Linked DNA regions of Sus scrofa: region 1 is linked to region 2. The links are chromatin contacts, called in public Hi-C maps. All regions are on one chromosome and are shown on one strand. Each heading gives the region's core, a stretch centred on a gene start, on an enhancer-like site or on the middle of the called end of the contact. The rest is flanking DNA. Distances are from core to core; before and after follow the strand shown.

The links. Hi-C and Micro-C count contacts between places; a contact is called where the count stands out from the background.
Region 1: a Hi-C map of fetal heart ventricle shows a contact between it and region 2, with 1.9 times the contacts expected there. The contact joins two enhancer-like sites. A contact is called at or near these places in 1 of 5 promoter capture datasets (fetal skeletal muscle) and 2 of 47 Hi-C or Micro-C datasets (fetal heart ventricle and liver).

Annotation. Positions count from the first base shown.
Region 1 is chr14:58,270,756-58,276,480 of Sscrofa11.1, reverse strand. The region is part of intron 9 of SIPA1L2 (signal-induced proliferation-associated 1-like protein 2); the gene reads right to left. Among named protein-coding and RNA genes, the nearest start is that of SIPA1L2, 160 kb to the right of the region's middle. Within about 2 kb of position 3,845, at least 4 of the 83 cell types and tissues checked have an H3K27ac peak or open chromatin away from gene starts, as enhancers often do.
Region 2 is chr14:58,127,183-58,132,697 of Sscrofa11.1, reverse strand. All of the region lies in intron 2 of SIPA1L2 (signal-induced proliferation-associated 1-like protein 2), which reads right to left. Among named protein-coding and RNA genes, the nearest start is that of SIPA1L2, 13 kb to the right of the region's middle. Within about 2 kb of position 2,302, at least 29 of the 83 cell types and tissues checked have an H3K27ac peak or open chromatin away from gene starts, as enhancers often do.

The DNA.
Region 1 (5,725 bases), core at 2,596-5,095, 140 kb before region 2:
CCCTAAAAAACCAAAGGAAAAAAAAAATCATGGAGTTCCCTGGTGGCACAACAGGTTAATGATCCAGGGTTGGCACTGCAGTGGCTTGGGTTGTTGCAATGGTGCAGGTTTGATTCTTGGCCCAACTTCCACATACTGTGGGCGCAGCAAAAAAAAAAAAAAAAAAAAAAAAAATCCTAAGTTCTGGATCTTAATTCTTGGGGTGTCAGCTAAAAGTCCTAGCAGTAAAAGCAGGGCTGACAAATATGGGTTGGCCTGATCCTTCCCACAGTCTAACCTCATCACACACTTTCCCTTTTAGCCACTGGGTACCTAAAACCTGCCCATGTGCTCCTGCAGCAGGCACTGTGCGCTTGCCAACCTCTTGCTTAGACAGTGTCTCTCCTTTACACGGAGGGCAAGCTTCTCCTCCTTCAGAGACTGTCCTAATTTTGCATGCACACACACATCACACACAACATCCCCCCATACATACTCTATACTCAAGAGAGCACGTACCAATGATACAAATTTTGCTTTTTTTTTTTTTTTTTGGCTTTTTAGGGCCATACCCATGACATATGGAGGTTCCCAGGCTAAGGGTCGAATCAGACTGTAGCCACCGGCCTAGGCCAGAGCCACAGCAACACCAGATCTAAGCCACATCTTCAACCTACACCACAGCTCATGGCAACGCTGGATCCTTAACCCACTGAGTGAGGCCAGGGATCGAACCTGCGTCCACATGGATGCTAGTCAGATTCATTTCCACTGAGCCACGATGAGAACTCCTGAGAATTTTACTTAGATTTTTAAGAGCCATCTAGAGGATCCCGTGGAAGGACATGGAAAAGGTGAACATAGTCATCTAAGTAACAAGAGCGAGCCGAGCCGGAAAACCGCACACGTTCCCACACACGTGACCAACAATCGACATTGAGAGAAGGAAAGCCTTGTCCCTTTGCTTCCACAAACGAGTAACTGTGAGTTAACTACTCTTATCTCAGATCAGCAAGATCACAGCAAATTTAATCACCATTTCAAGGATGTACTGCTGATTATGATTTTAGATAACCCATATAAAATATGATATAAAATATTGTACCAATGGCAAAAGTAAACATACAAACCAGTTAAGCAAGGCTGAATATTTTGGAAGTGGAGAAACAGACATAAATCAAGAATGTGGATTTGTAATGATTTAATGACAAGATGATAAAAGGATTATGAAGATGGAAGCATTTCTCTTCGGAAACTGGGCAATTCCAGCCCTTTTTCAAATCTTTTTTCAAAGTTCTTCTTATCTGGTATAAGTTTACCTTCCTAGGTCTGCGAATTTCTGGGAATAAAGTTAATACTGGAAAGCCAAATAAGCATATTATTCTTCCAAAATATTCCAGATTATCATTTATAGGTGAAGCCAAGAGCAGGACCTGCTGGTTTAGCACTTAATGAAGGAGATTCCTCCAGTGTTTCGTTTCTTAGCAGCACCCATGAGAGACTTGTAGAAGTATGGACACAAACCTTTTAAGGCAGGGGCTGATCATCCGCCTCAATTATGTGGAGAGGGGGTTCCAGCCTGCCTCAAGTCTGTCACGCTCTGCCCCCATCACCTCTGCAGATGTCAAGCCCAGTATTTTTCAGACAGAATGTCAGAAACTTTGGTCTGATTCCTCAGGAACATCCATGGACCCCTGCCAAGGGGAGCAGTTCTAACTTTACACGTGCATTAAAAAAAAAAAAAAAAAAAAGGAGTTCCCATTGTGGCTCAGTGGTAATGAACCCCACTAGTATCCATGAGGACTGGGGTTCAATCCCTGACCTTGCTCAGTGGGTTAAGGATCTGGTGTTGCCATGAACTGTGGTGTAGGTTGCAGACATGACCAGATCCTGCATTGCTAGGGCTGTGGTGTGGAGAGGCAGCTGTAGCTCTGATTCAACCCTTAGCCTGGGAACTTCTATGTGCCACAGGTACGGCCCTGAAAAGCAAAAAAAAAAAAAAAAAAAGAAAGAGAGAGAGAGAGATTACAGTGTGCCAGCAGGAGCCCTGCTACCTCTGTATTACATACTTAGTTTGAAGATAAAGTTTTTCTGCCCAGAGAAGTATGAGGCTAATTTGTGGGGTTCCTGTCACTGATAAGAACCCATGAGAGTTTAACTCTGCTTTGTCGGTAGCACTGGCAGGAGAAAGCTGCAGGGGAGGCGGCCCTGGGAAAAGTGGACAGACTGCCAAACAGCCCCAGAGGGAGATGGGGGAGGAGGGCAAACACTCCAGCACTCCCAGATCAGGCTTCCTTATCATCCCCCCAGTCTGGCTGCGTTTTCTTTGCAAGAGTCAGACATTCCAAAGACTGAACTCTCCTGCGACTGTGGTGAACTCTCTAAAGACTTTGAAGACATCCTGGAATTAGTTTTCGGTTTGATTTATTACAAGAGCAAACCCAAGAAATTATATCTGAGGTGGACGTGTCTGGGCCAGCTAAATAGTCACCAAAAACGGAGTGCCAATGAGGCCAAAGTCGGGGCAGAGATTCAGGGAGAGACCAGTTAACGCTGCTAAGTTCTGTGGCCTCGGCAGCAGTCATGAACCCAGAGGGTCACTTCAGACCCTGATGCCCTTGGAATTTACACAGTTTGAGGGCACAGGTTGGGTGGTGAGAAATCCAGCAAGAGGAGCATAACCCACAGCCGATCTGGAAAGTACAGGTTCTAAGACTGCAGAGAGCCACTGCTGACCTGTGAACAGTTACCTGATGACAGCTCAGGATCAGCATAATATTTTATTTTTATTTTTATTTTTTAGGGCTGCACCTGTGGAATACGGAAATTCCCAGGCCAGGGGTCAAATCAGAGTTGTGGCTGCCGGCCTACACCATGGCCACAGCAACTCAGGATCTGAAACTCCTCTGTGACTTACACCATAACTCATGGCGATGCCAGATCCTTAACCCATGGATCAAGGCCAGGGATCAAACTTGCATCCTTATGGATACTAGTTGGGATCATTAGCACTGAGCCACAGTGGGAACTCCATGGATCAGCACAATACTAAATGTCAAGGTAAAAAGAACTTTCTGAAATGACTGAAATTAGTCCCTTACTTTCTTAACTACTCAGGCCTTGGCTTTTTTTTTTTAATTATTTTTTATTTTTAATTTATTTTTTGGCCACACCCATGGCACGTGGAAGTTCCTGGACCAAGGCTTGAACCCGAGCCACAGCAGCAACCTGGGTTGCTCCAATGACAACCCTGGATCCTTAACCCACTGTACCACCAGGGAACTCCAGGTCTTAGCTTTTCATGATGGAGCTTTAGGATCAGGAACAGAAAGATAAGAAGCAAATTAAGTCAATCTAAATTACTTGTTCTTCATATCTCATAAGTTATGAAATAATAATTACAGCTAAAACACACCGGGCATACTCTGGGTCAGATACAATTTTAAGTGCTTTCTACTCATCTAATTCTAACTACTAGCTAAGAAAAGGTTCGTTAATTCACTCAACGAATGCTCATCGACCACTTAGCACATTCTGGGTGTGGTTCTAGGTACCCAGGACACCTCGGCAAAGAAAAGAGGTAAAAGTCTCTGCCTTCAGTGGTAAAGGAAACCAAAGCATAGAAAGTTGTGCCTGAGTCACAAAATTAGCTGGTGGCTGGGATTCATTTCTAGGATGTGTGGTTTCAGAATTTTTGTGCTTAACAACTACCTTTTTCTGCTGAAGCTTTTTGCCAACCTAGAAGGAGGAAGCTGTAATGAAGCCCTAGAATCCCAGAGTTCTGACAGCAGGCGAGAGATTTCATGTACCATCCTGCCCAAGTACAGCTCCTGTGTGTCACATGTCCCCACTTATAAATCCTCAGAAGGCACCTCAAAAGTTCCTTCTGCCTGAGTCTGGATGTTGAATCCTTCTCAGTGCAGCACTCTAGGCATCTCGCCCCCACCCCCCACCCCCCACTCCTGGTGGCCATCTAGACATTGTCCTCACTCTATAGTCAAATTTCTTCCCTTTTTTTCTTTTTTTTTTTTTTTTGTCTTTTAGGGCCACACCCGTGGCATATAGAGGTTCCCAGGCTATGGGTCAAATCGGAGCTGTAGCCACCAGCCCACATCACAGCCACAACAATGCCAGATCTGAGTCGCATCTGCGACCTACACCACAGCTCATGGCAACGCCGGCTCCTTAACCCACTGAGCGAGGCCAGGGATCGAACCTGTGTCTTCATAGATGCTAGTCAGATTTGTCTCTGTTGAGCCACAACAGAACTTCTATAATCAAATTTCACGAGATTAAGACTCTGACCCCAGGCCACAAGGCAAGTGACTGCTTGTAAAAGATCCGGAATGCAAGTCCACTGGCTCTTTCCTCCACCCTATACTCACCTCCTTTATCTAATCATTACTTGTCCATATCCTATGCTCAATGTATAGATTTCCCAATGAACCATATATAAGATCATATACATGCCATATATAGCAAGAGCAATTCAAAAAGCAAAACCGTTTTCTACAGTTTTCCACCTCTAATCCACCAGCATAACTTAGTCAATGCCATGGAATCTCAAGTTAAAAAAGAAAAACAAAAATGGAACCAAATGAGTCTCTAGGCTACAGTTTGTAATGTATAATCTCAATGTGCTGGGAGTTTCAAAAAATCTCCTTTATGGGAAGTTGAAAACACCCATGTACCCCACTCCCCATCCCCCATCCTTCCATCCACATTTTGTGCATAGGACTTTTCAGGGGTCGTTTCAGTGAAAGAAAGCCAGGTACAAAGCACTTATAAAATCACAATTTGAATTACTGTTCTAGTAACTAGAACCTGACTAGTATCCATGAGGCTGTGAGTTCGATCCCTGGCCTCGATTAGTGAGTTAAGGATCCAGTGTTGCTTCGAGCTGTGGTGTAGGTCACAGATGTGGCTCAGATCCCGTGCTGCTGTGGCTGTGGATCGACTCTCAGCCTGTGAACTTCCATATGCCGCAGCTGTGGCCCTAAAAAGAAAAAAAAAATACATGTTATGGAAGGATTGTGCCTCCATCTCATAAAAAACATACAGATATGTGATCAAAAGACAGGTTCTCTGTGGGAATGGGCAGAGCTCTGATTATTAGAAAACACTGGAAAATACAGGAAGGACAAGGGAATAAGGTTAAGTGTTAGGTAGGAAACCGCTCCCATCTAGCAATTACCACGAGGAAGGTGAACAGAGGAGCTGCAGCTCCAAGTGTGATGAGCTGGGCTGGGGGTCAGAGGCCTCTTTCCCCTCCCAGCTGCAGGATCTAAGGTGGTTCTTGCAACCTGGGAACAAGGCAAGAGGTCTCTTTGAAAAAAATGTATCCTCTGACTATTTTCATTGAATTTCATGAGCATTCAGGAAAAAAAAAAAAAGGAAAAAAGAAAGAAAAAGTTCTCTGCGACAATTAAGTTTCATTCATTTGACATTCATTTGACATTCATTCAAATGCTTACTGGACAAATACTATGCAGTCCTCAATGTTTTCATCTAGGTCAAAGAAGTGCAATTAAGTGATCTCAGGAAAACTACGTTTTCTAAGCAGGAAAACAAAGTTTGCTTTAACTCTGGATTTAACCCCAAAACAATCAAACCCCCTGAAATTAAAGAACGGCACAAATGAATTATACGGTTCTTTCTTACAATATTTTCTAGAAATAAGTTATGCACCCACGTGCAGAAACCCAAGTTCAGGTTACATAGTTGACCCTTTTGTAATTAACACAGT
Region 2 (5,515 bases), core at 1,053-3,552:
GATATGTTTAAAGCAAATAGAGCGAAATGTTAATACTTTGCAGAAGGCACATGGTGGGTATCTCAATTTTTAAAAATGTTTACCTTCCATCTCTGATGGATCCAAAATATCTCCCCCTTTAGGTTTACAGACACACTCTGTAACCTTTAGCAAATTACAATGGGGGGAAAAATCAGACTCTCTATCATGATAGACTAGTTAGTCTCCACTCCGAGAATGCTGTCCACCATGTCTCTTGGTGTTGCTTTTGTTAATAAAATCCAGTTTGGTGGAGTTCCCGTCGTGACTCAGTGGAAACTAATCTGACTAGCATCCATGAGGATGCAGGTTTGATCCCTGGCCTTGCTCAGTGGGTTAAGGATCCAGCGTTGCTATGAGCTGTGGCGCAGGTCGCATCGGAGGCTTGGATCCCACATTGCTGTGGTTGTGGTGTAAGCTGGCAGCTATAGCTCTGATTTGCCCCCTAGCCTGGGAACCTCCATATGCCTCAGGGCAGCCCTAAAATAAAGACAAAAAAAAAAAAAATCCAGTTTGGGGGATGCAAAACCTAAAGCAGGCTAGGATCTGAATTTGGTTTTAGGCACAGTAAGTTGATGGCGACAGTCCTATGAGCAAGGGAAGAGTTACCACAGGGAGAGTTTTGTTTGTATTTCTTTGTATTTGCAGGTCCCATACAGAGCCAGGAGGAGCCTTGCATAAAAGAGCCCTTCAATGAAAATTCAAACCCAGACCACTTTCCAAAGCCCAACTCAGGTCCTCCCTTTGCCCTGAGTGTTCTCCTGATTATGCCCATCCACCATCCTCACCACCACCCACAGAGTCTTTCCTCTGAAAGAAGCTATAGTGCCCATGGGTGTCCAAGGGTCTCGGGTACATAGCAATCTTCTAGTACATGGGATGCGTGGCCATCAGCCAGGCCATCAGTTCGTCACCTCACAGGTAGCCCATTCTATCAAAGACAGCAGGCCTGGGCACCACACCATTCTCTTACAGTCTCATATTTTTGAGGGTTTGACTTTTCACATTTATGAATGAGGACCATGAAGAAGACTGACTCCAGGATAACCTGAAGGTCTCTCTGAGGCCTAAGACACTGAGTTGGTTCATTCATTGACTGTGCTGGATACTTCCCTGGGCCAGAGGACTGAGAAGTGACCAGGTCCCTGCCCCCAGGGTCTCACACCCTCAGGCACCCTCTGCTAACTCAGAAACTAGAGTGACAGAGTGGAAAGAGACTAGAGACTGTGGGGCCCAGTGTCCCCATTTTAAAACTGGCTTCATGGAGTTCCTATCATAGCTCAGCAGTAATGAGCCCGACTAGTATGCATGAGGATGTGGGTTCGATCCCTGGCCTCACTCAGTGGGTTAAGGATCTGGCATGGCCATGAGCTCGCATCCCGTGTGGCTGTTGGCTGTGGTGCAGACCAGCAGCTGTAGCTCCAATTCAATCCCGAGCCCGGGAACTTCCATATGCCTTGGGTGCGGCCCTAAAAAGACAAAAAAAAAAAAAAAAAAACCCAAAAATTGGCTTCATATAGCACAGGGAACTCTACTCAATACTCTGTAATAACCTATATGGGAAAAGAGTCTGGAAAATAATGGATATGCGTGCATGCATAACTGATTCATTTTGCTGTACACCTGAAACTAACACAACACTGTAAGTCAACTGCACTCCAATAAAACTCCCAGGTAGGTAGGTAGATAGACAGACAGATAAAAACAAAATTGGCTCAAACTCCAGGCCCTAGAAGCACAGCAGCGGGACACGGACACTTAACTACTCCAAGCCCTCTCGCCACCTCCACCTCCTGCTACAGCAAAGAAAGGCTCTTCCGTGGGGCACTCCAAATGTTTTCATTTTTGTTTGAATGCTCACCTTTCTCCTTGATTGTACCTTTGCCAGAAAAGGAGAAGGTAAAAGTTCAGTGCTGAAGCTGTGATCACTGGCAGGGAGGGAGGGGAAAGGAGTGAACAGGGGCACCAGGCTGCTCACAGGAGGCAGGGGTGGGGGTGGGGGTGGGGGGTGGGGGAGGCACACCTGCAGGTAGGTGCTTGTGGATGAAATGACGAAGAACGTAGTCAGATGCAAGGCAGTGCCTCCCAAACCCTCCCAGGGCCCACCCCTCGCTCCATCCCCGGATCCTAGGCTCCCTAGGCTCCTTTGGGAAAGAGCTGTGAGTTAGGATGCCAGGCGAAGAGGCTGGATTTAGAAAGTGCCACATAGCCAGACGCACACCACAGCAGCCATCAGACATCACCCAGATTTAACTGGCCTAAAATTAGCAGTAGGAGCAAAGTAGTTACTGCTCTGATTGCGTCAGAGCTTTTTGACTGGCTGACTGCCAGTTTTAAACAAATTGTCCTGCTTTCTCTACCAGGGAAACAATATTTTGGAACAGAGCCAGCAGAGCATTGCCATGACAGTTCCCATTCTGGCTTCGCTATTAATGTTTTATAATTCGGTGACAAGGTGAGCAGAGCCAGTGCGGGCGGCATCTGCGAGGGGGTTATTTTCATTGTTGTAAGCACTTATGCTTTGGGTGAGTAAAGTGCTGTGGATGAATCCTTTTAAATATTTAAACGCCTGAAATGTATTTAGGGCTTCACAATTCAACTGACTTAAACAAAGATTATGCAAATCTAGCCAAGGATAAATGCAAAACAAAAAAATTGTTTTCCTCTTATACTCCTTTTTCATCCTGGCAAAGATGCAGGAGCTTAAAGAAACGTTCTTTCTCTGCAGGATCACAGCAGAGCCCTCTTGCTTCCCAACAAAGCCCAGAGGACCTGATTCAACCAGCAGAACTGCTACCTCACTGCAAACTACAACGTTTCTCTTGAAGAACAGAGGATCCACGGGCTAAAAGAACAGGGCAGTTGTTAGAGCAGAACAATAGCGCCTTAGCCCAGCCCCGGCACCACTTCCCATCTGCAGGGACAGTGGGGGGATCATTCTGGCATTTACCTCAGCATGCACCTTCTTCACCCCTCTTCCTTCTCCCCACTCCCATTCCTTTTATGATTTACTGAGAACAACAGGACCTCACAAGGCATCTGGGGCCCCACAGTGGGAGCAAAGAGACTGGTTTAAACTCTAAGAGCTAATATTCAGAGAACCACATGTGTTCTCATGTTAAGTCTTAGTTTTCACATCAGTACAGGGGGCTAATCCCATCAGCCTTCGAAGGTTCTGGGTCAACCCGTGAGAGACAGGAAATGAATGTTCAAGCTCAACAGCTTGTTTAAGTCCCCCCTTAGGGAGGTCTCTCCCTGGTTCCTGATTTGGTGGCTAAGTCAAAAACATCAGCCCCCCTCACCCACTCCTCTCATCATTGAAAACTTTTTAAAAGAGGAAAACAAATCCATCATTCCAAGCAAATGACTTGCAAAGGCCCTCCAATAAACAAAACTGTTGGTGATTAGGTGATTTTACTGTTACTTGGGCTAATCTCTCAGCCTAGCCCACCACTCTCATCACAGTGTACCTTAAATGCCATTTTTTTTTCCTTTGTAGGGCCACACCTGTGGTATACGATGTTCCCAGGCTAAGGGTCACATCGGAGCTGCTGCAGCTGCAGGTCTATGCCACAGCCACAGCAACACCGGATCTGAGCCGCATCTGCAATCTATACCGAAGCTTGCGGCAACACCGGGTCCTTTAACCCACTGAGCAAGGCCAGGAATCAAACCTGCATCCTCATGGAGGATTCTCAACATGCTGAGCCACAAGGGGAACCCCATAAATGGCCGAGTTTAAACAAGCAGGGGTTAGAATGATGCCCCCTGAATTTATCTAATACAGGAATTAGTACTAGGTCAGGGTAGTAAGATAAAGACTCCCACCTATAAAATTATTTTATTTCATTTTATTTTTTGTCTTTTTGGGGCCCCACCAGAGGCAGAGGGAGGTTCCCAGGCTAGGGGTCAAACAGGAGCTACAGCTGCCAGCCTACACCACAGCCACAGCAATGCCAGATCCCAGCTGCATCTGAGACCTACACCACACCTCACAGCAACAGCTGATCCTGGACCCACTGAGTGAGGCCAGGGGCCGAACCTGTGTCCTCATGGATGCTAGTCAGGTTCCTTAACCACTGAGCCACGACGGGAACTCCCCACCTGTAAAATTTAAACTGTGTACCTACTACATTTAAGGCACAAGTAATTGTCTCACATACTCTGCCATCCTCAAATGAAAAGGACTGAACTGACAGAAGGTGTCCAATATACTACCGACAGGTTTTTAAAAATCATTACTTTCTACAGAAATGATCATGGCTAATGGATAGAGAGAGAAAAGACAACAGCTAAAGTGGCACAATTCAGAGAGCGTTATCTGTATTAATGGGTCCAAACCAGGCTTCCAAGTGAACTGCGGCTTCCTCTGACCCCAGTAAGACCCAGCCCTAATCAGCAGGGATGAGACTTTGGAACCGGGAAAGGTGTAGAGCACAGCCTCTCGCTCCGGGTGCCCACCCTCCCCGGAACCACACCCCTCTCAGGGGCTGTAAAGGTCCTGATAGAGCAGATGGAACTCCGCAGTCATCCTCTTCCCAAACTACTTCCCCATGTTTATCAGTTTGATATCAGGGTTCAATGACAGGTCATTGTAAGTGACCCAGAAAAGATATAAAAATGAGGAGTAAAAGGCTGTTTGGGTAGATCATTTACATAGAAATAATGAGAACCTTAAGACAACACTTACTTAGGTCAACAAAAGCCAAGATACACAGTTCTTTCATGTTTAAACCTGGGACAGAATTCCCCTTTGTGGCTCAACAGGTTAAGAACCCAACCGGTATCTATGAGGATGAGAGTTTGATCCCTGGCCCCGCTCATTGAATTAAGGATCTGGAGTTGCTATGAGCTGTGGTGTAGGTCACTGACATGGCTCAGATCTGGTGTGGCTGTGGCTGTGGTGCAGGCTGGCAGCTGCAGCTCCGATTCGACCCCTAGCCTGGTAACCTCCATATGTTGCAAGTGTGGCCTAAAAAGAAAAAAAAAGAAAAAGAACCCAGAGTGGAGTTCCCGTCGTGGTTCAGTGGTTAACGAACCCGACTAGAATCCATGGGTATATAGGTTCGATCCCTGGCCTGGCTCAGTGGGTTAAGGATCTGGCATTGCCGTGAGTTACGGTATAGGTTGCAGACTTGGCTTGGATCCTGAGTTGCTGTGGCTGTGGCGTAGGCTAGCAGCTACAGCTCCAATTAGACCCCTAGCCTGGGAACCTCCATTTGTCCTTCTTAGGTGCAGCCCTAAAAATACAAAAACAAAAAACAAAAAATAAAAATAAAAATAACCCAGAGCACTTAATTTCTCCTTTATCCAACACTTCTTGGCTAAGAGGCTACTGTATGGTAGGAACCAGGGCAGTACGCAGAATACAGCAGGACACCAGAATTGTCCTCACCCACAGGGCATTTCTCTTGAGGTGAGACAGAAGATAAACATATAAAAGTTAGCATACAATATAATGTCAGGCGAAGATAAATGCTATAAATGAAAATGGATC